Linked DNA regions of Arachis hypogaea: region 1 is linked to region 2. The links are chromatin contacts, called in public Hi-C maps. All regions are on one chromosome and are shown on one strand. Each heading gives the region's core, a stretch centred on a gene start, on an enhancer-like site or on the middle of the called end of the contact. The rest is flanking DNA. Distances are from core to core; before and after follow the strand shown.

The links. A called contact is a pair of places that touch in the nucleus more often than the background predicts.
Region 1: a Hi-C map of leaf shows a contact between it and region 2, with 4 times the contacts expected there. The contact joins two enhancer-like sites. A contact is called at or near these places in 2 of 8 Hi-C or Micro-C datasets (leaf and an unstated tissue).

Annotation. Positions count from the first base shown.
Region 1 is chr11:86,405,808-86,408,953 of arahy.Tifrunner.gnm2.J5K5, reverse strand. It overlaps LOC112722281 (protein IQ-DOMAIN 22), which reads right to left. Exons shown (of 4, transcript XM_025773268.3): 3 at 2,502-2,579; 4 at 747-1,838. The coding sequence ends at 1,092. Among protein-coding and RNA genes, the nearest start is that of LOC112722281, 8.9 kb to the right of the region's middle. Within about 2 kb of position 1,438, at least 2 of the 3 cell types and tissues checked have open chromatin away from gene starts, as enhancers often do.
Region 2 is chr11:86,232,318-86,235,293 of arahy.Tifrunner.gnm2.J5K5, reverse strand. LOC112722280 reads right to left here. Exons shown (of 13, transcript XM_072207028.1): 13 at 2,270-2,820. The coding sequence ends at 2,725. Among protein-coding and RNA genes, the nearest start is that of LOC112722280, 7.8 kb to the right of the region's middle. Within about 2 kb of position 1,708, at least 1 of the 3 cell types and tissues checked has open chromatin away from gene starts, as enhancers often do.

The DNA.
Region 1 (3,146 bases), core at 189-2,688, 170 kb before region 2:
ACCCCATCAAAATGAATATTTTTATTTTACACTGCCTGACTGACCGGTGAGCCAAATAAATTTTTAGCGTTTCGATGTCACAAACATGTCCCGCATACTGAATCTATGTCCCAAAATCTAATAACAAATTAGTAAATAAGTGTAAAAAAAACTCTCAAAAACTAAGCTTGAGACTCACCAAAGAGAGAAAGTAAACCCAACAAAAAAAAAATTTATGACGCATTGCTTGTGCCATCATGGTCTAAAAGTTTTCAAGAGTTTGAACACCATGTCATAAATTTGTATATGTATTAATACTTTTATTTTAATAAAAATATAGTAATAAGCATGTTAAGAGTTGATTAATACTCGGCTTAAATCCTAATTTTCATGATATCTTCCTTGTATCTTTGCTTAGAGAATGTATGTGCGATTAATAAGTTTACACAAGATTTTTGAGCTACTCTCTCTGATATTATACTATTTGAAAAAAGATCCTCTAAAGTGATAATGCTAGTAAAGTAGTAAAGTGATACTTTAATCACTTTTAAATTTCAACATTTATTATTTATGAGCTCCACTATCTTAATCCAAAAGTGCTTAATGATGTACTTTTTTTTAGTAACAATATAATTTTAGAGGAGTCGAATCCATACTATCCAAATACACCTCTCGTCCACTCTTTTCAAATAGTTGTTAACAATAGTTGTTATTTTTTGGTTATTTTCCTAGAATTTCTTGCTAAGCAAAAACAATTAGTGCTTTAAGGCTATGATAAAAATTCCCATCAAACAATCAAATCCAAGCAGTGAGATTAGATAGATACATATATGTCGATCCAAAACATAGATATTAGCCTATTACATTCTAGGAAATGGAAAGAACTCACACTTACACAAGTCCTACACTCATTCTAATCACTTAACCGTTACTTCCTAAAAGTATTTCAGATTTCCAATGCTAACATAATTAATTAAACCTCAATGAAGAAGAGGGTTAAGTTTCTTAAGGCCCAACGAGTAAAGGGTGGTTAGGAAGATCACATGTTAATTTAATAAGGTCCTAAATTAAAACCCTAGTCTTAACATAACCCCATATAACTAAAGAATAGATTAGAATCTATATCCCACAGGCATTCCAAGCTTGTCCAAACGACCAGAACCTGGATAACCCTTGTTGGCGAAGCATCCTTGCAAAGCATAATTAGGCCTCTGAGAACCCAATCCATTGAGTGAGTACCTATTAGATGAACTAGACCTATCACATTGGTTGGGCCTTTGTTTTGGGGCACTAAGAGACCTCACTTTTGCCTTTGAAGATTCAGTGCATGCCATGTAACTTGGGTAATCAGAATAGTGACAAATATAACTCCTTGACCCACCAAAAGGGCTTCTTTTGGGTACATTATCTTTGGAAGATGCTGATAGGTATTGGGGGCTGCTTTCGGCTGTACATAATGGGCTCTCCTCAACCCAATTGGGCTTCATTGGGCTCTGAGACTGGACCTCACAAGATGGGCTTGGGCCTGATTGAAGAGATATCACTGATGATGATTCCTTCTTGTTGTTGCTTGTGGTGTAACTCTTGCTACTAATGCAATGCTGATCAGAAACTAAGACATGGTTGTTGGTGGTGGAAAAGAGGTTCCTACGTCTTGATGATGACGTGGCTTGTGATCTTCTGGAATCAATTTCAGGGTTCTTGTCACTTTTGTCACCATTGGTGGTGCTAGAGGTTCTCATTGATGATTTTTCTTGGTTCCATGTTAGTTCATCTATGTGCCTTTCTGATCTGTTCCTACATTTCTCTTGCCCGCTACTACCATGGACCTGCTGGAGGCATGATTTGGAGCCATTTCTCTACAATAATATAAATGCATGCTTCCATTAATAGATAAATTGAATTCCATAAGATTTAATTACTCTGCATTTTACAACACAAAAGAGTTTTGCAACACTAGATAAATGCTTGTGCTTTTAAGATTTTCAAATTATTGGATAATCGTTATCCAATAATGTTATTCAAATTCCTGACACCAATGCAAAACTACGTTTGTAATTAATTAATTATATATTTAAATTATTTTTTAATTAACAAAACACGGACAACATATTTATTGTTAAGAAAATACTGATGCCGAAATAATAATGTTTACTATAAAAGGTGTGTACATAGCTATATAAAATAAAAACAAAAGTTATTGTGTTAAAACTTGTTACGACTTTTTATAGTAATTTCATAATTGAAATAACAAATTAAATATTAATCAAATTAGAAAAATTATGTATAAAATAAAAGATGAATATAAACAAAATTATTGAAAGTTTTTTTTCTTGTAAATCGTATATGTATATATATAATTCTTTAGGCTAATATGTAGTCAAATTAAATCCATTTGGTTTGATGATGCCAATGAATAGATAATTGGAATAGAAGAACCCATGTAGTGTAGTGTGTGTGACAATGAGTGTGTTGTGCTGTGTTGTAAAAAGACCAAAAAAAAATTACAAAAACAAAAATACCTTAAGCAATGGTGAGTGCTCATCTTTCATGCTCTTAGATCTGATTGGGCTTTCAAACTTTTCTGGTGTTGCTGGCCCCTGTGTAAATGATCATACCAAGAAAAGTACATTAGAAACATCAAATATGCTAAAGCATGTGATATCCTGGATAACTAGATAGACGTTAATCTCCATAGATGCAAACTAATTTGTCAATTATTTCGTACCCAGGCCATTATATCAAAGTTATGACAAACAAAATCAGACTAATTATCCACTTTCAACAGAAGTGGCACAATGGAAAAGATTGCCATTAACAATATGTGTAGTGTACCATAATAAAGCATAAAAAAAGTTTTAACACATGCATGGAAAGATATGTAATTTGTACACATCTTTATCTCACACAATGAATCTGCACACCCTTGTGACAACGTCACAACTTGAGAAATTTTTTGAGAGGTCAAAATACAGATATATAAATGTACTCTTAGACTTTTTCCTTTCTCGGAATGTATCTATTTTATTGGAAATAAATTGACTCTACAAATATTTTTTTAAGAAAAAGTTGAATCTTTTTACTCAAAAAGTGCCAGAAATAAAAATATAAGTTAGTAAATTCATTAGTATTTATTTAGATTTTGGTGCAAGTGGACCTGGCTTTCA
Region 2 (2,976 bases), core at 459-2,958:
TGTGTATTATGAGCCCAATTTAATATAATTTGATAGTTTTAGATGGTATTGATATATTTTTATTTTTGAATTAATCTAATTTTATTCACATAATTTAAAATTTTAAAATTAATAATTTAATTTAATTTAAAAAATAAATATATTCATATTATTGTTCTCATATGATTAAATATATTTATTTGATTTTAAAAAAAATAAATATTTGAAACAATTAATTTTAAATTAAAAAATTAATGCTCTCGTATTGTTTTTAAATTAAAAAATTTAATTTAAAAATACGAGTTTGTTAATTTGTTTATTTAAAATAATACCAGAACATCTATTTAAACTAAAAAATTTTAAAATAATACAAATATATTTATTTAAAATTATTAATTTCAAAATAATACTAGTATATTTATTTTTAATTTAAAATTAATAGTTTCAAACATTTAATTTTTTTAAAATTAAATAAACATAATTAATCTTACGAGAATAATAATACAAATATGTCTATTATCAAATTAAATTAAATCATTAATTATAAATTATAATTTTAAAATTTTAAAATATTTAAATAAAATTAGATTGAGTGGAAAAATAAAAATATACTAATATAATTTAAATTATACAAAATTATATTAAATTAGACTACAAAGCAGATCGTTCACCTAGTTACTGGACAAACTACATATTTCAAAAACAATTTACCTAATCACCTGGCGAACTATAGTTTGCTTACTCATTCATCTAATGTCAAAGAAAAAAAAATATTTTAGTAAATAATATTTTTTTTTTGAAAAAATAAAGATATACTAATATAATTTAAATTATACAAAATTATATTAAATTAGACTACATAACAGATCGTTCACCTAATTACTGGGCAAACTATATGTTTGGGAAACAATTTACCTAATCACCTGACGAGCTATAGTTTGCTTACTCATGCATCTAATGTCAAAGAAAAAAAATTCTCTTAGTAAATAATATTTTATTTTGAAAATAATGATTTTTTTTATTATAATATAAAAAATATAAAAAAATAATCAGAATTTATTTTTTTATTATTATTTAATTATTAACTTAATTTTTTTAATTTAATTTTTTTAATCTAATAATTTAATAATATATTTTATCTCATAATATTTAAATATTGATAACGATAAAAACAATAAATTTTAATGTTTTTAATATTTTTTTATAAAAAAAAAAAAAATCCTAAAGCTATAGATCACGTGAGTCACAAAATGAATGTGACAAATGGTAGGTCGGTGTGTGTTACTGTTCAATCTTCAATCTATCACTGCTTTAACAGTTTAACCTTTACCTCTCTCCTCAATCTCTGCTTCCTGCCATCTGAATCGAGGGATCTCCCAACGTATCTTTGCTCTTTAGTCTTTACGTACTTTCTACTCAATCCTCTTCCCTTCACTTTCATCATATTCCTGCATCACGAAATTGGGGCAAAAGGAAAACTTTCCAGTGGGTCCATCTCTTCTCAAACCACAATTCTTTTAGAAAAACCGTACAAATTATACTAAATAATTTTATAGTTTTGCTTGATTTTATTGTCATGTGAGATTGGCAGATGGCAAAGGCAAAAACACTGGGGAAAAAAGGGTAAAAAAAAGAAAAGAAAAACCTAGAAAGTACGGTAACAAGGTAGTGTTGATCTTCACGGGTGTCGATCTTTTTCAGGTTTCAACATTGTTAACTGTTAATCCCCATATTTTCTGCTTTAGCCCATGCTAACCCTAAACAAACCAACAATATAATTTCGGCTACATTCTACTTCTAGGCTTCTAGCTATGCATGGTAAATAACCAAACACCAAGTTGGTATAGATATGCAGTGTCTTTCCAAATATACTAATTTTTTAGTATTTTTTTTTCTTTTTCAGAAGTGATGTTCAAACTCAAACATCACTCCCTCCCAAATCAGACTATATATTCTGTGCATTAGTGACAACTCTTAAGATTTCCCTTTCCTGCCTGGGGATTAGACATATCACATTCGTTTCATTTCACCATACACAAGTGATATTTTAACTTTATGTTTAACTCAGTCCTCATTAGTCATTCCTAGTTGTACTCAAGAACAATATTGGGAGATATGCTCGAGTAGTTTGATGCCACTTATTGCCACTGTATTACATTCCAATAAAGTGCTGTTAGGTGATGCGATTATACGTTAATGCTAACATGAAAATAAAACAAGAATAATTCTATTATGCACCAAGCAAAGTTATTAAAACCTATAGTTCAACTATGGTGCATCATAGATAAGCTTAGTGCACAATTCAAATATATGTCATTGGATTAAATTAGTGATGATACATCATACATATAGTATTAATTAATCCGTTGGGACGAAGAAATGCCATAAAAAAGCCATCAAAGGAAATACGTATGGGCTAAATCTTACTATTCAATAGAAAGGCCATCAAAACTTTATGGTAAATCAATTTCTTTTTTCACACCAAAGAAAAACGGTTCTCAGTTCTCACTTCTCAGCACTCCAAAAAGACACGGTGATTCTTCTTTATATCCTTGTAATATATCCTATCATTAATTCCAAAATGCCTTTGGTTCAAATTCTAACTAAGGTTACAAACGCTTGCATCCATGCAAATACATAGTTTGACAAGAGCTGAAGAACAGAGCACAATCTTGCACCATGGAAATAGTCTACCAGGGACATCCCATTGAAGCTTAGTGGACACAGAATCATACTGCTTCATTATCAAGATTTGGCATCTTTAAGCTTCGTAGTAGTTAGCTTTGTAACCATTCTATCATGATTAAGCATGCAATTAACACACTCAATCACCAAAGCAACCTGCACATAGCAACCATATTTATGACCGCAAGATTATAATGTTCCTAATCAATCGGTTTTCATACAATTTGTCAATACTGAATCATTTGGCAAAGGGCCACACTTAAAGGGTGTATCTAAGTGGCCTAATTTAATACTTTTATGAGTGGCCGATCT